2 separate regions of the Delphinus delphis genome follow, and region 2 is linked to region 1. The links are chromatin contacts, called in public Hi-C maps. All regions are on one chromosome and are shown on one strand. The core of a region is the stretch at or near the end of the contact, and the rest is flanking DNA. Distances in the headings are between cores, read along the strand shown.

Region 1 (3,487 bases), core at 665-3,164:
GAAATATGTGATTCTGGAAACCATTATTTCTTTCACTTCTGCACAGTTCTTTTGGGGGGTGGGGGGCTGGAGAGCCCCCCCAAATTGGGCTTTGAGCCTTTAGGACAAATTGGAGATTCTGAGTTCTGCATTGTGCACAACCTCTTTTCTGCAGAGTCCTGCCTGCCCTTCCCGTGCCAACTGCCACAAAGTCACAGGCTGTCGGGGTGGGAAGGGGCCCTGAGACAACCTTAGCACTAGTGGTGGGGGGGGGAGACTGTGGTTGCCCACGGAGGCCCGCCTGCAGCCTTGCCTGCCACCTTGGGTCATCTCACCTTCCCTTCCCAGACTCTGTTCTTTCTCACTTAAAAAAAAATAAAATAAACACCAAAAAACCTCTAAGATGGCTTCCTCTGGAGCTAGGTCGCCCTCCCTTGCCGAGGCTAACGTGCCCTGCTTTTACTCTCCCACTCTCCATCCTCATTAGAGCCTCCAGAGACAGCCAGAAGTGGGCAAAACTGAGAACCAGTGGCCCAGCCTGGGTGATAAAACTCAAAGTGAAGTGATTTAAGGTCAAATTCAAGTTAGATCCCTCTGTCAGGAGGGGAGGCATACAGAACAAATCCTGAGAGAGGGAAGCTGCGGGCAGGGAGGCAGGTGCCCCCCCCCCCCACAAAGCCTCTCCCTGTTCCCCACGATGAAGGAGACCAAATTCACTCTCCCCCTGGGTTCTAATTCCAGGCAGAGCCCTACCAGCTCAAGGCTGGGGGAGATGAGGGCTCTCACGTGCAGAAGCCACCCCTCCCTGCCACCCCCTCAGGTGGGCACCCCACCTGCCTCACCCACCCCCTTCCTGTTGGCCTCCCCAGACCCTGGTTTTGTCAGCGAGGATTATCCTTCCCCCTTGTCCCCATTCCCAGGCCCCTCTTGCTGAAGCTGGAGCTGGCCAGGGCCTGCTGCCAGGGGCTCTTCGGGGGCTCACAACCACCCCTTGCCCAGCTGGGGCCCCTCTGGAAAGACCCGCCCGCCTGGGCGGCCGCGGATCTGTCCCTCCCCTGCAGGCCCCGTGTTGCGCCCGGGCTGGGGGCCCGAGAGGGGCCTGCTGGGGCTGGGCCAGGTTACCTTCAGGAGGAAAGTTTTGGGTTTGGGTCCCCTCTTCTTGGGCCCATACAGCTCACGCTCCCTCTCCCTGCGGCCGAGAAACGCCAGAGGTTAAAAAGAGCCCCTTCCTGGGCCCCACTCCGCGCTGCCCTCCCCGGCTCTCCCGCTTCCCCGCGCGGCGCCCCAGCCGAGCCTCAGCCCCGCCGCCCCTGCCAGCTTCCCAAACTCACTTCTGCTCGAAGGCTGCAATGAGCCGCGAGTCCAGGATGTTCTCCTCCGGCTCCCAAGTGCTGTACCTGCCGAGTTACGCATGCACAAAATAAAAAAGAAAACCAGGGAGCCAGAGACACATGCGAGGGAGCAAATGTGCGCACCCTCCAAGGGAAAAAAAAAAGGCCCCGGTGTGCGCTGCCTCCCTTCCCCCCTCACCCCTGGATCCCGTGACACTCACTTGATGGCCCACCCCTTCCATTTCACCAGGTACTCGATGCGTCCCTGAAAAACAGAGAAGGAAAAAAGGGGGGAGTGGGGGTGGGGAAGATGCGGGGACGCGAGGAGGCGGCTGCGCGGGGGTGGTCGAGAAAGCCCGGGTTAGCGGGACCGCTTCGCCCCGATGGCCCGCGGATCTGGGGACCGGCTGCGGGGCTAGGCGTCCCGCCCTGGGAGGCGGCTAACCTTTCGGATCCGCCGTTTGATGATGGATTCGGCCGCGAAGACCCGCTCGCCCACTGCAGACAGCTCCATCTTGCTCAGCGGCACCCACAGCCCATAATACTCCCTGCTCCCGCGGCCGGTGCTGCACCGCTCGCGCACGCGCCACAGCGCCCAGGCTCGGCGGGCGGGCGCGCGGCGGGGCGCGCGCTCGCGTTCCAGCTGCGGGCCATCACGTGACCCTCTGGGCTGGCGCGCCGTTGCCAGGACCTTCTCCTCCCCCGGGGCGGTTGCTAGGGAAAGTGAGCGCACGCGGGGCGGGGGCGCGCGCTGGTTCTTAAAGGGGCCTAGCCTGGTTGGGGGAACCGGGGCCGGAGGCCGGGAGGGAGATGCTTGGCCTGCGCGAAGCCGGGCTGGGGGCGGTGCAATCTTACAAACACTTTCTCATTCCCCTCTGCATCTTCTCGGCCCCCGCGAGCTGACAACTTCTCCCTCTGAATCCTCCCTTGCAAGTCTCTCCCGGCCCCGGGCGGGGAAGGGCAGTGGAGTCTCTGCAGCCGCTGCTCATCCTTCCAGCAGAAGTTTGCAAACAGTTAAATATGATACAGCAGAAATGCATTTGCTGTTGCCTGGCCAGGCCCTGCGGGAATTTCTTTAAAACATTGCCCCCCACCCCACCCCTTATCCATTATTTATGTATTCGTGGGAGTGTGGTTTTGTAACCAGTTCAGATGAATTAAAACAAAAACGCCACCGCAGGAAAGGGTGGGGGAGGCAGTGAATGGGGCCGAGGAAGGGGGTGATCCTTTGCATCTGTTTTTCTGCCGGGGTCTTGGGCGGCACCTGCCCTCGCCCGGGAGGTCGGGTGAAGACGCGGCGAGGAAGATGCGGCCGTGGGGAGGTTCGGAAGAGAGAGGCCGCGGGGTGACAACGAACTCCCCACATACCAGATTGGGCCCGAAGCGGGTCATCCTTGGGTCATTCGGCAGAAGCCGCCCTCGCGGTCATGTCTGTATGTTTTCTAATTCCCAGGCCCCGTGCCGCGTCACCCTCCTGCGCCCTACAGTTCCTCTAATGGCTCCGCCATTGCTCACGGGGAGACCAGAGCCCAGCTTCCTATTTGGGGAGGGACTGGGAGACCTAGGCTGTCTTGGAAGGGACGCAAAGTAGCCCTGCCACACAAAACGCTCCATTTCTTTTATTTTGTATTATTTAAACTTTTATTGTTTTTTAAATCACACCAACAGTCCTGTACTTTGTAAATTTTTTTAAAAGTAAGAAAAAAAGCAACCGTCTATAATCTCCATCAAACCGTTAACCTCTTCACGGATTTTCTTCCAGCCTCTGTCCTATGCCTATATAAACACATATATATGCACATATATACACTGTATATAGATGATATAGATAGATTTAAATTCTTTCTTTTTAGCAAAATGGGATCATATCACACTAGCTGGAATCCATTTGTCTCTCTTAATGAGATAAAGTGGACCGCTTTTGGTGTCACTAAGTACAGATTTCCCCATCATTTTAGTGGCTGTGGTGGGGTTGCGACGGAGGTGGAGAGAAATGGGAATGTGGTAAGGCTCAGGGGTGTCTCTTGCGCTCATTATTTATTTATTTATTGGAAAGGAGGATTTTTACATGTCTGTGGTGCAACACCAATTTCAAGTCAACCGCGTCAAAATTTCTGCTTCTCACTCCTGCATGTCTGCTGATTTGTCCAGTTATTACCTTGGGAGAAATCCCCTTC
Region 2 (3,487 bases), core at 669-3,168, 260 kb after region 1:
ACCATTACATCCCTCTGCCTAAAAATCAAGCACTGCCAGCCACCTGAACCCGGGAAGCATTAATCGACCCTAAAATATATTTCCATTGTGATATCTAGAGGTTCTGTTCATCTCTCCAAAGCCTGCTCTCCTGAGAGCTTGGCCCCATCTAGTCAGTTCCCACCAACTCCTACCCTCCCATCAGCTAGGAAGGTGCAGCATGTACTTACTGGACCCTGGCCTATCGACCTCCCTCACAATGTGGGTCATGCCAGCCTTGTAGCCGAGGAAGGCTGTGAGGTGCACGGGCTTGCAAGAGTCATCCTTGGGGAAGCTCTTCACCTTCCCGCGGTGCCGGCTGCTGCGCTTCCGAGGCAGAAAGCCCAGGGACCCATGCCTGGGAGCGGAGAACTTCCTGTGAGACTAGGAGAAAATGATCGATCAACGTTAGCACCTTCTAAGTAGCTCACGCCTCTGCATCCCCAGAGGCCTAGGTTCTAAGATCCCCAGCAACGCTGGATCCACACCAGGAACCCAGGTCACACATCTAAAGGGCATTATTCAGCCAAATGAGTTAAACATGTATCTCAAACCCTCACCCTATAAGTTAAAGAACATGAACCACCCACCTTTTCCTCTAAAGAGGACAAAGGCACACCAGGTAATGGCATTAAAAATCGCTTAACAAGCAGCCTTATGTGCGAGTCAGTTAAGATTCTGACCACGCATGTATATACGATGGAATGTTACTCAGCCATAAGGAACGAAACTGAGTTATTTGTAATGAGGTGAATGGACCTAGAGTCTGTCATACAGAATGAAGTCAGAAAAAGAAAAATACCGTATGCCAACGCACGTATATGGAATCTGAAAAGACAGTACTGATGAATCTAGTGGCAGGGCAGGAATAAAGACGCAGACGTAGAGAACGGACTTGACGACACGGGGGTGGGGAGAAGCTGGGACGAAGTGAGAGTAGCATGGACATACACACACTACCAAATGTAAAATGGACGGCTGGTGGGAAGCTGCTGCAGAGCACGGGGAGATCAGCTCGGTGCTGTGTGACCACCTAGGATGGGATAGGGAGGGCGGGAGGGAGACGCAAGAGGGAGGGAATATGGGGATATATGTATACATATAGCTGATTCACGTTGTCGTGCAGCATAAACACAACACTGTAAAGCAACTGTACTCCAATAAACATTCTGTCCACAATAGGGACTCCTGGTCAAACGGCTGGGTGGCAGGTAATGGTAGTAAAGGTTCCTCATGCTCCCAACGGGAGCTAACTGGCAAGTGGAGGCCACTAGAACTCGACAGAACCAAATCAGAACATGACAATCAGCACAAAAGTCTCTGTCCGCCCGTCAATAAGTTCATCATCTCTGGTTTCTGATAACTCTAGAGGCCCAAGGAGTTGTACCAACCGTCCCAGACGTTTCAGAATGAGGATTCAACAACCCATACACAAAGCCTCCCCTGCCGCCTGCGGCCTGGATTTCTGCACCTCCCACTTTCACAACAGTGCCAAACGCTCCCACCCAAGGTCCTCCTGGCGAAAGTGCTCATGACTCGGATCTCGAATGCTAAGGCCGAGATCTAGGAATAATCCATGGCTTAGAGATTGTCGGGCCTGGGCCCCCCAACCCAGCTCCCGTGGCAAGGCCTCTCGCCAGCCGACCGGCAGGCCCAAAGCCAACCTCAGGCCGCGGACATTTTCAGAAAATACACCTGACTGCTGATTCTGCTGAGTGCCCCATGCTCCTAGAGCAGAACCCCGGCACCGGGTGAGGCGAGATGGCGGGGATGTGCCGCGGATTCACTCATGCCGCCGCGACAGACAAATAGAAATCCGCCATAATGTCCCTTACCATGCTGCCGTCGGATGCTGCCGGTAGAGATCGTTCGACTCTCGGCGCGCCATATATAAATTCCAGTCTGGCTCCGCCCCTTCCGGCGTGCGAGCGCGCGCCCGCGGCAGACGTCGGGTCGGGGGGCGGGTACTGGGTGCCGTTTCCACGCACGCTCGTCCTCTCCTTGCTTACGTTCCGACCGGGACGTCAATTTCGTAGGCGGGACTTAGAGGCTCTACGGCGAGCGGCTGAGTTCAAACTTAGTGAAAAGTCTCGGACTTTTTCCGGCAGGGAATTGTCCTGAGGCGTTGGGCAGTAGCCAAATTTGATGAAACGGCTGTTACGGTGAAGGAAAATGGCTACGTCGGTTCTTTTCATATGAAATGCAGGTTTCATATAAAACCTCTGGAATTGAGTAACCCTGTTGGGGCTTCAGTTCCAAGGCGCTTTCCCACGTGGTATGCCGCTTCCGTCCCACACAGCGTTGTTGCCATTTTGCAGGCACGTAGAAGTGGGACGAGTCGCACCGCTTCCACCAGCTCGAAGTTGGAGAGGAAAGACAGGAACCCTGGTTTCCTGGCTCCCAACCCAGAGCCGCTTCCCGGTACCAGCTTGTCTTTAATGCTTCCTGATTTCGGGCCCCCCTCCCTCAAGCCCCATCTCGGCTATTCCTCCGAGAATCTGGCTGTGGGGGCCCGTGCTTGGTTCTGAAGGTCTTAGGCGACGGAACCACCTCACGTCTAGGGTCCTGGGTCCAGCTGCCCGGCCTCACGGACCCTGGCCCTCTCTGCTTCCCAGACTCTGCATGAATCGCCCTTGCTGATGTCTGCTTGGGCTCGGGGTCACCTAGGTCCTAGGCGGCTCCTAGCGGCTCTCCCTGCCTCCAGGCTTGCCCCTCCAAATCTTTCTAAGAATCAAATCCCTTTTTGTTACTTCCCATGACCCTGCCCACGCCCACCCCCAACCCTTGTTGTTTCCCGTGGATTAAGCCTTAACTTCTGAGCCTGCCAGCCAAGAAGCTGCCCTAACTAGCTACTCCAGCTTCTTCACTGCAGGCGAATACACACACTTTTTCATAGATACCACCTTCCACATCCATCCTACCCCGTCCTGTTCTTGGATTCTGGGACTGACCATTGCTCACACCATTGTTAAAAAACATTCTCTCGGGCTTCCCTGGTGGCGCAGTGGTTGAGAGTCCGCCTGCCGATGCAGGGGACGCGGGTTCGTGCCCCGGTCCGGGAAGATCCCACATGCCGTGGATCGGCTGGGCCCGTGAGCCATGGCCGCTGAGCCTGCACGTCCGGAGCCTGTGCTCCGCAACGGGAGAGGCCACAACAGTGAGAGGCCCGCGTACCGCAAAAAAACAGAACAAACAAACAAACAAAAAAACATTCTCTCATGTAACCCTCGCGCCATCCCCCAGTGGCAGTTCTGACAGTCCTCAGCCCCTTACTGGAAATCTTTGGGGCCAGATATGTATCCAAATTCAGCATTCTTCATGTTTTAGATAATACCGTGCAATATGGTGCACATACTATATATTATGTAATCATCCCTAAGCTGTTGAATGAAACACGTTAATTCTGCTAAGAAACGTGAATATTCACACGGAGTGGGATAAGTATAAATAGCCTCACAGTTAAAGGCTA

Evidence for each region. Hi-C and Micro-C count contacts between places; a contact is called where the count stands out from the background.
Region 2: a contact with region 1 is called in a Hi-C map of lung, with 4 times the contacts expected there. The contact joins the promoter of RPL3 here to the promoter of CBX6 in region 1. A contact is called at or near these places in 2 of 3 Hi-C or Micro-C datasets (lung and muscle).

The regions. Positions count from the first base shown.
Region 1 is chr11:92,896,995-92,900,481 of mDelDel1.2, forward strand. It overlaps CBX6 (chromobox 6), which reads right to left and starts at 1,915. Exons shown (of 5, transcript XM_060025678.1): 1 at 1,756-1,915; 2 at 1,532-1,575; 3 at 1,311-1,376; 4 at 1,102-1,168. The coding sequence starts at 1,824.
Region 2 is chr11:93,152,472-93,155,958 of mDelDel1.2, forward strand. RPL3 (ribosomal protein L3) reads right to left here and starts at 1,919. Exons shown (of 10, transcript XM_060025687.1): 1 at 1,854-1,919; 2 at 210-402. The coding sequence starts at 1,856. LOC132434626 (small nucleolar RNA SNORD43) reads right to left here and starts at 1,370; the gene lies at 1,306-1,370.